Linked DNA regions of Capra hircus: region 2 is linked to region 1. The links are chromatin contacts, called in public Hi-C maps. All regions are on one chromosome and are shown on one strand. Each heading gives the region's core, a stretch centred on a gene start, on an enhancer-like site or on the middle of the called end of the contact. The rest is flanking DNA. Distances are from core to core; before and after follow the strand shown.

Evidence for each region. A called contact is a pair of places that touch in the nucleus more often than the background predicts.
Region 2: a Hi-C map of blood shows a contact between it and region 1, with 5 times the contacts expected there. The contact joins two enhancer-like sites. A contact is called at or near these places in 3 of 5 Hi-C or Micro-C datasets (blood and liver).

What each region holds. Positions count from the first base shown.
Region 1 is chr25:9,143,740-9,146,796 of ARS1.2, reverse strand. No RefSeq gene overlaps it. Among named protein-coding and RNA genes, the nearest start is that of EMP2, 59 kb to the left of the region's middle. Within about 2 kb of position 1,391, at least 1 of the 5 cell types and tissues checked has an H3K27ac peak or open chromatin away from gene starts, as enhancers often do.
Region 2 is chr25:9,311,327-9,314,503 of ARS1.2, reverse strand. No RefSeq gene overlaps it. Among named protein-coding and RNA genes, the nearest start is that of TEKT5, 9.8 kb to the right of the region's middle. Within about 2 kb of position 1,418, at least 1 of the 5 cell types and tissues checked has an H3K27ac peak or open chromatin away from gene starts, as enhancers often do.

The DNA.
Region 1 (3,057 bases), core at 142-2,641:
CAGCCCACCAGGCTCTGCCGACCCTGGGACTCTCCAGGCAAGAACAGTGGAATGAGTTGCCGTTCCTTCTCCAATGCATGAAAGTGAAAAGTGAAAGTGAAGTCACTTAGTCATGTCCGACTCTTAGTGACCCCATGGACTGCAGCCTACCAGGCTCCTCCATCAATGGGATTTTCCAGGCAAGAGTACTGGAGTGGGTTGCCATTGCCTTCTCTGAAAGAAAGCTGAGCACCGAAGTATTGATGCTTTTGAACTGTGGTTTTGGAGAAGACTCTTGAGAGTCCCTTGGACTGCAAGGAGATCCAACCAGTCCATCCTAAAGGAAATCAGTCCTGAATATTCATTGGAAAGACTAATGCTGAATCTGAAATTCCAATACTTTGGGCACCTGATGCAAAGAAGTGACTCACTAGAAATGACCCTGATGCTGGGAAAGATTGAAGGCAGAAAGAGAAGGGTTCGACAGAGGATGAGATGTTTGCATGACAGCACCTCCTCGATGGACATGAGTCTGAGCAAGCTCCAGGAGTTGTTGATGGGCAGGGAAGCCTGGCATGCTGCAGTCCATGACGTCACGAAGAGCTGGACATGTATGAGCAACTGAGCTGACTGGAGCTGTCTCTGGAGCTTTGCTGGTGGCTCCACGTGCAACTCAGGAGCCACTGGAGATGTGGGTTTGATCCCTGGGGTAGGGAGATGCCCTGGAGGAGGGCATGACAGCCCCCTCCAGTATTCTTGCCTGGAGAATCCCATGGACAGGAGAGCCTGGTGGGCTACAGTTCATAGGGTTGCAAAGCGTCGAACATGACTGAAACAAGTTAGCTCGCACGCACAAACTGTCTCCAGACATTGCTAGATGTCCCCTGGGGAGGGAAGGCAAAATTGCCCCCAGCTGGGAGCCACCTCCGCTCTAGGGCTTTATATACCAGGAAATACAGTAATTGGCCTCCATGAGGAGGCCACCAGAGCCCACAACAGGTCACAGCATTGGAGGGAACAGGGCGAAGCCAGTGGCAGCCTGCCACACCGTGGGCCTGACCTGTCTGAGCGGTACAGGATGTTCCTGGTCCTGAAGCTGAAACTGCACATTAGCTCAACGTTTATCATCAACTAGAACAAACAGAGGCCAGAGGAACCAGGAAAGAAGGGCCTCTCCGTGTTTATAGAAGGACAGCAGTGTAATGCCAGAGGTGAATGGCACACGGGAGAGGAAAGCGACGTGTAACTGGACCTTGGCACAGGGCTCCCTCAAATATAGTAGCTTTTTTTTGGCCAGGAGGGGAAGTTCAGTTGCCAGGATGTGCCGCCCGTGTCGTGCAGAGAGGAAGGCCGCTGGAGCCGAGTTCAGCATCCGCGTTCCTGCCCTGACCCTGAGTTGGAGACGCGGGACGGGCTGTGACGAGACGGCCGCCACATCTCTGCCTTCTTAGCCGTGCTTCGGTTTGCATTTCCTTGAAGCCTGTTGGTGGTTCTCGGTTGCTGAGCCTGAGCCTGAACCTGGCCTCCAGCACGCCAGGCTCCCCTGTCCTTCACTATCTCCCGGAGTTTGCTCAGATTCACGTCCATGGAGCCAGTGATGCTGTCTCACCTGACGCCTGCTTTCCGTCTCTGTCATCCTCTGTCATCCTGGGATGGCTGGTCTTTTGTTCCCAAATAAAAGGTCTCTGAAAGGCCCCCAGATGTTCTCAGAATGAAGTGCGACATCCAGAAGTATCTCACTAGGACCAGTGAGACCTGTATGCCAATGCTTCCTGGTGATCTGGCCACCTGCATTCAAACCCGGTCCCCGCATTTCCTTGCTGTGTGACCTCAGGCAAGATGCTTGATGTCTCTGGGCCTCTGCTGTCTGTAAAATGGGAGCAGCCATGGCAGCAACAGCAGGGGGGCCTACACCCAGTGCTCGGTGAGGACTATTCGTCTCTTATCACGGTTCATCGGGCCAAGCCCACTTACCCAGTAAGCAGCAGACTTGAGGACTGAAATTAGATTTTCCGACTCCAGATCCTGTGTTCTCAAACCTGCCATGTGCTGGAACCACTTGGGCAGCTTCTGAAGCCTGGATTCCATGGAGGTCACCATCTCCTTGGTCTGGAGAGCAGCCAGGTGTGGAGGTTGTTGAGGATCTCCAGGGGATTTGAAGATGCCACCTTGTGACTCAGGTCCAGTGGAATGAGAGTCAAGCTTGGGCAGAATCTGACCTCCCAGGGCTGGCTTTTCTCACTGAGCATAATATCCTGCAGGTTCATCCATGCCGTAGCCTGTGACAAGATTCCCTTCTTCACGCCCGAATAATATTCCATCCTATGGAAGACACCGTGTCTCCTTTCTCCACTCATCTTTCAGCAGGCATTTAGGTGGTTTCCATCTCTTGATGATGCTTACATGAGGTATTTTTAAACTCGTCAGATTCATAGGAACAGCAAGTAGAAGGGTGGTTGCCAAGGACTTGGGGAGGGGACTGGAGGGGGATGTGGGGCTTTGCTGTTCAGCGGGTGCAGTTTCAGTCCTGCAAGATGGAAGAGTTCTAGAGAGGCTTTGCAACACGGTCCTTACAGGTACATTTGTTGCTGTTTAGTCTCTAAGTCTGGAGAAGGTGGTGGCACCCCACTCCAGTACTCTTGCCTGGAAAATCCCATGGATGGAGGAGTCTGGTAGGCTGCTGTCCATGGAGTCGCACAGAGTTGGACACGACTGAAGTGACTTAGCAGCAGCAGTCTCTAAGTCATGTCTGACTTTTTTGCAACCCCATGGACTGTAGCCTACCAGGCTCCTCTGTCCATGGGATTTCCCAGGCAAGAATACTCGAGTGGGTTGCCATGCCCTCCTCCAGGGGGTCTTCCCAACCCAGGTATCAAACCCATGTCTCCTCCATTGGCAGGTGGGTTCTTTACCATTGAGCCACCAGGGAAGCCCAGCTGTACAGTTGTGTTCACTTAAAACTTTGTTGGGACTTTCCTGGTGGTCCCGTGGTTAAGAATCTGCCTCCCAGAGCAGAGGATGTGGGTTCAATCCTTGATCGGGGAGCTCAGATCCCATATAGCCCTGGAGCAACTAAGC
Region 2 (3,177 bases), core at 169-2,668, 170 kb before region 1:
GAGACCCGGGTTTGATCCCTGGATGGGGAAGATCCCCATGGAGAAGGGAATGGCTACCCACTCCAGTATTCTTGCCTGAAGAATGCATATATTATATAGATACTAAAATAAAATTACAATGATCCTTGAACAACATAGGGTTAACTGCACATGTCCAGTTATACCTGGATCGATTTTCAATACTAAATATTACAGTACTACACAATCTACAGTTGGTTAAACCCAAGGGTATGGAATGGTGGATAACTAGGGCTGACTATCAATTATACTTGGGTTTTCGGCTGTGTTGAGGGCTGGTGCCCCTAACTCCCCTACACTGCTCCAGGGTCAACCCTGTATGTGTACCAGTTTGGAAGGTTTAATTAAAAAAAAAAAAATCTCCCCATGTGTGTTCATTCCAGTCCTGTCCCTGCCCAAGATAATCATTCTGACTCATGTGTATCTTTCCAGAAATGTTTGTCATTATACAGTTATCTAAATATCTGCTTGTCTGTGCGTGCTCAGTTATGTCTGACTCTTTGCGTCCCCGTGGACTATAGCTGGCCAAGTTCCTCTGTCCATGGGATTCTCCAGGCAAGAACAGTGGCGTGGCTTGCCGGGCCCTCTTCCAGGGGATCTTCCCAACTCAGGTATCGAACCCATGTCTCCTGCGTCTCCTGCATTGCAGGCAGGTTCTTTACCCACTGAGCCACCTGGGAAGCCCATATATCTGCTTAGGTGGTACCCTATCGTATGCATTGTTCTATATCTTTCTTTCTTCACTTATATCTTAAAAATCTTTTCCTATCGGCAAATGCAAGCCTAACCTTTCTTTCTTTTTTTTTTTTTTTAATGCTACAGAGTTCTCCATAGAATAGGTGTTTTATATTTCATTCAGCCATCCTGTACTGAAGGCCATTTGGTTTTTTTCCCTGTTACAATTAATGTGACAGTGAGCGTGTATAGACACATGTTTTAGCGCACATGTATGTGTGTGTCTGAAGGGAGATTTCCAGAAAGATTGCCAGGTCTTTGGATACCAGCCAGGACCAGTGCACTAAGCACCGAAAAGACCCCTTTTGAAATTCAAAGTGAAAAAATAAAAATAAAAAAACTACATTGTAAAATATAAATCTCATTTTTGAATGATACAAACTGACAAGGATGCTGAATTGAAAGCAGCTTCTTCCTGGACTTCTTTTTCTCTCTTTCTTGTGTTTGCCGTTATGCGGGGCTTTCTAAGCACTGCTTGGAGCCACCGCCTGTGAGATTTTGGCTTCAGGGAAGGACAAGTGGCAGATTCTACCTACCTGCAGGGGGCACCCAAGGAAAGCTTGCTGATTTGCTGCGTTGATTTGCTCGCGGCTGAAAGCACTCCTCCAGCCGTCACCTAAGACAATCTCCAGGCCTTCTGTAGGCAGATGGGTTTCACGTTAAATTCACACAGGCGGCGCTGTCCCTTCACTGGCTGGGGAAGTCAGATAGTTCTCTGAATGCGGTAGCTGCAGAGAGAGACGGAAATAAAACAGAGTCAGTGGGATGCTGGCCGGGAGGGAGGTTCCTGATGCGGTGGAGGCTTGGGCACACCACTCAGGTAGTGAGTCAGGTCTCCCGTCCCCCATACTCCAGCCTCTCCTAGTCCACTTCCCCCAGATGATTCAGAAAGTGAATGAGTTTTCCATCAGGCAGAAAGAGATTGAAAAAAAAAAGTTTTAGTGGTGGATGTGGAATCTCTGGGCTGGCGCTAGTGGTAAAGAACCTGCCTGCAGTGCAGGTAGATGTAAGAGACTCGGGTTCGATCCCTGGGTCGGGAAGATCCCCTGGAGGAGGGCATGGCAAGCCACGCCAGTACTGTTGCCTGGAGAATCCCATGGACAGAGGAGTCTGGCAGGTTGCAGTCCATGGGGTTGCAAAGAGTTCGACACCGCTGAAGTGGCTTAGCACGCATGCAAGAGGGATTTCTAAGCAGTGGTTTATCTAATGTATTTGACACCCAGAGTAGACAGTGATTTTAACACCTTTCTCCTCTACACAACTGTATTCCCAATAATAATTATATTCCTGGTTAGCATCTTGGTTTTGCTTTAGTTGAAAGATATAAAGATTACATTTCAATTTTTTATATTTTTTGGCTGCGGGGCGTGTGGGATCTTAGTTTCCCAACCACGGAATGAACCTGAACGAACCCCGTGTGTGAAAGGCAAAGTCTTTAATCATTGGACCACCAGGGAGATACTCAGTCCAGTAAAAGACTTTGTGTATGAACTAAAACGTTCACGTTCCAAACAAAAATATCATACCTGGAGGGTCACACTCTGATTCACTGTTTTGAATTCTAGACACAAGAACTCCCAGTGGTCACATAGGAAAACAGATGGAAGCAGCCTCTGTTCTGGTTTCTTGGTTTTCCCATCATGGCTCACCTTGTGTGCGTTGAGTCGACTGTCTGGATGCAGGGGGCAAAACACCCCAAGGGTTTGGAGACACGAACTGAGCCCAGAGAGAGAAAGACAACAATTCCCAGGTGTTAGGAACTTACTGTCTAAAGCAACATGTGTGACCTACCCTGAGTGTGAGGGGGCTGACTGTGTTGCTGGAAGTTCCTTGAGTTAACTTCTATGGATAACACAATATTTATTAAAAACCAAGTAATAAAAAGTACTGATTTGCAACTTGTTGTTGTTGTTCAGTCGCTCAGTTGTGTCCAACTCTTTGCGACCCCATTGACTGCAGCACACCAGGTTCCCCTGTCTCCCAGAGTTTGCTCACATTCATGTCCATTGAGTTGGTGATGTTATCTAACCGTCTCATCCTCCTTTGCCCACTTCTCCTTTTGCCTTCAATCTTTCCCAGCATCAGGATCTTTTCCAATGAGTCAGTTCTTTGGAGCTTCAGCTTCAGCGCCAACTCTTCCAATGAATATTCAGGGTTGATTTCCTTTAGGATTGACTAGTTCGATCTCCTTGCAGTCCAAGGACTCTCAAGAGTCTTCTCCAGCACCAAAATTTGAAAGCATCAATTCTTCAGCGCTCAGGCTTCTTTTTTGGTCCAATTCTCACATCTGTACATGGCTACTGGAAAAACAATAGCTGTGACTACACAGACCTTTTATTAAAACTCAACAGTAACCAAAACAGAATTACCACATGACCCAGTAATTCCACTTTTAGGTATCTATTCAAGAAAGTTGAAAACTTA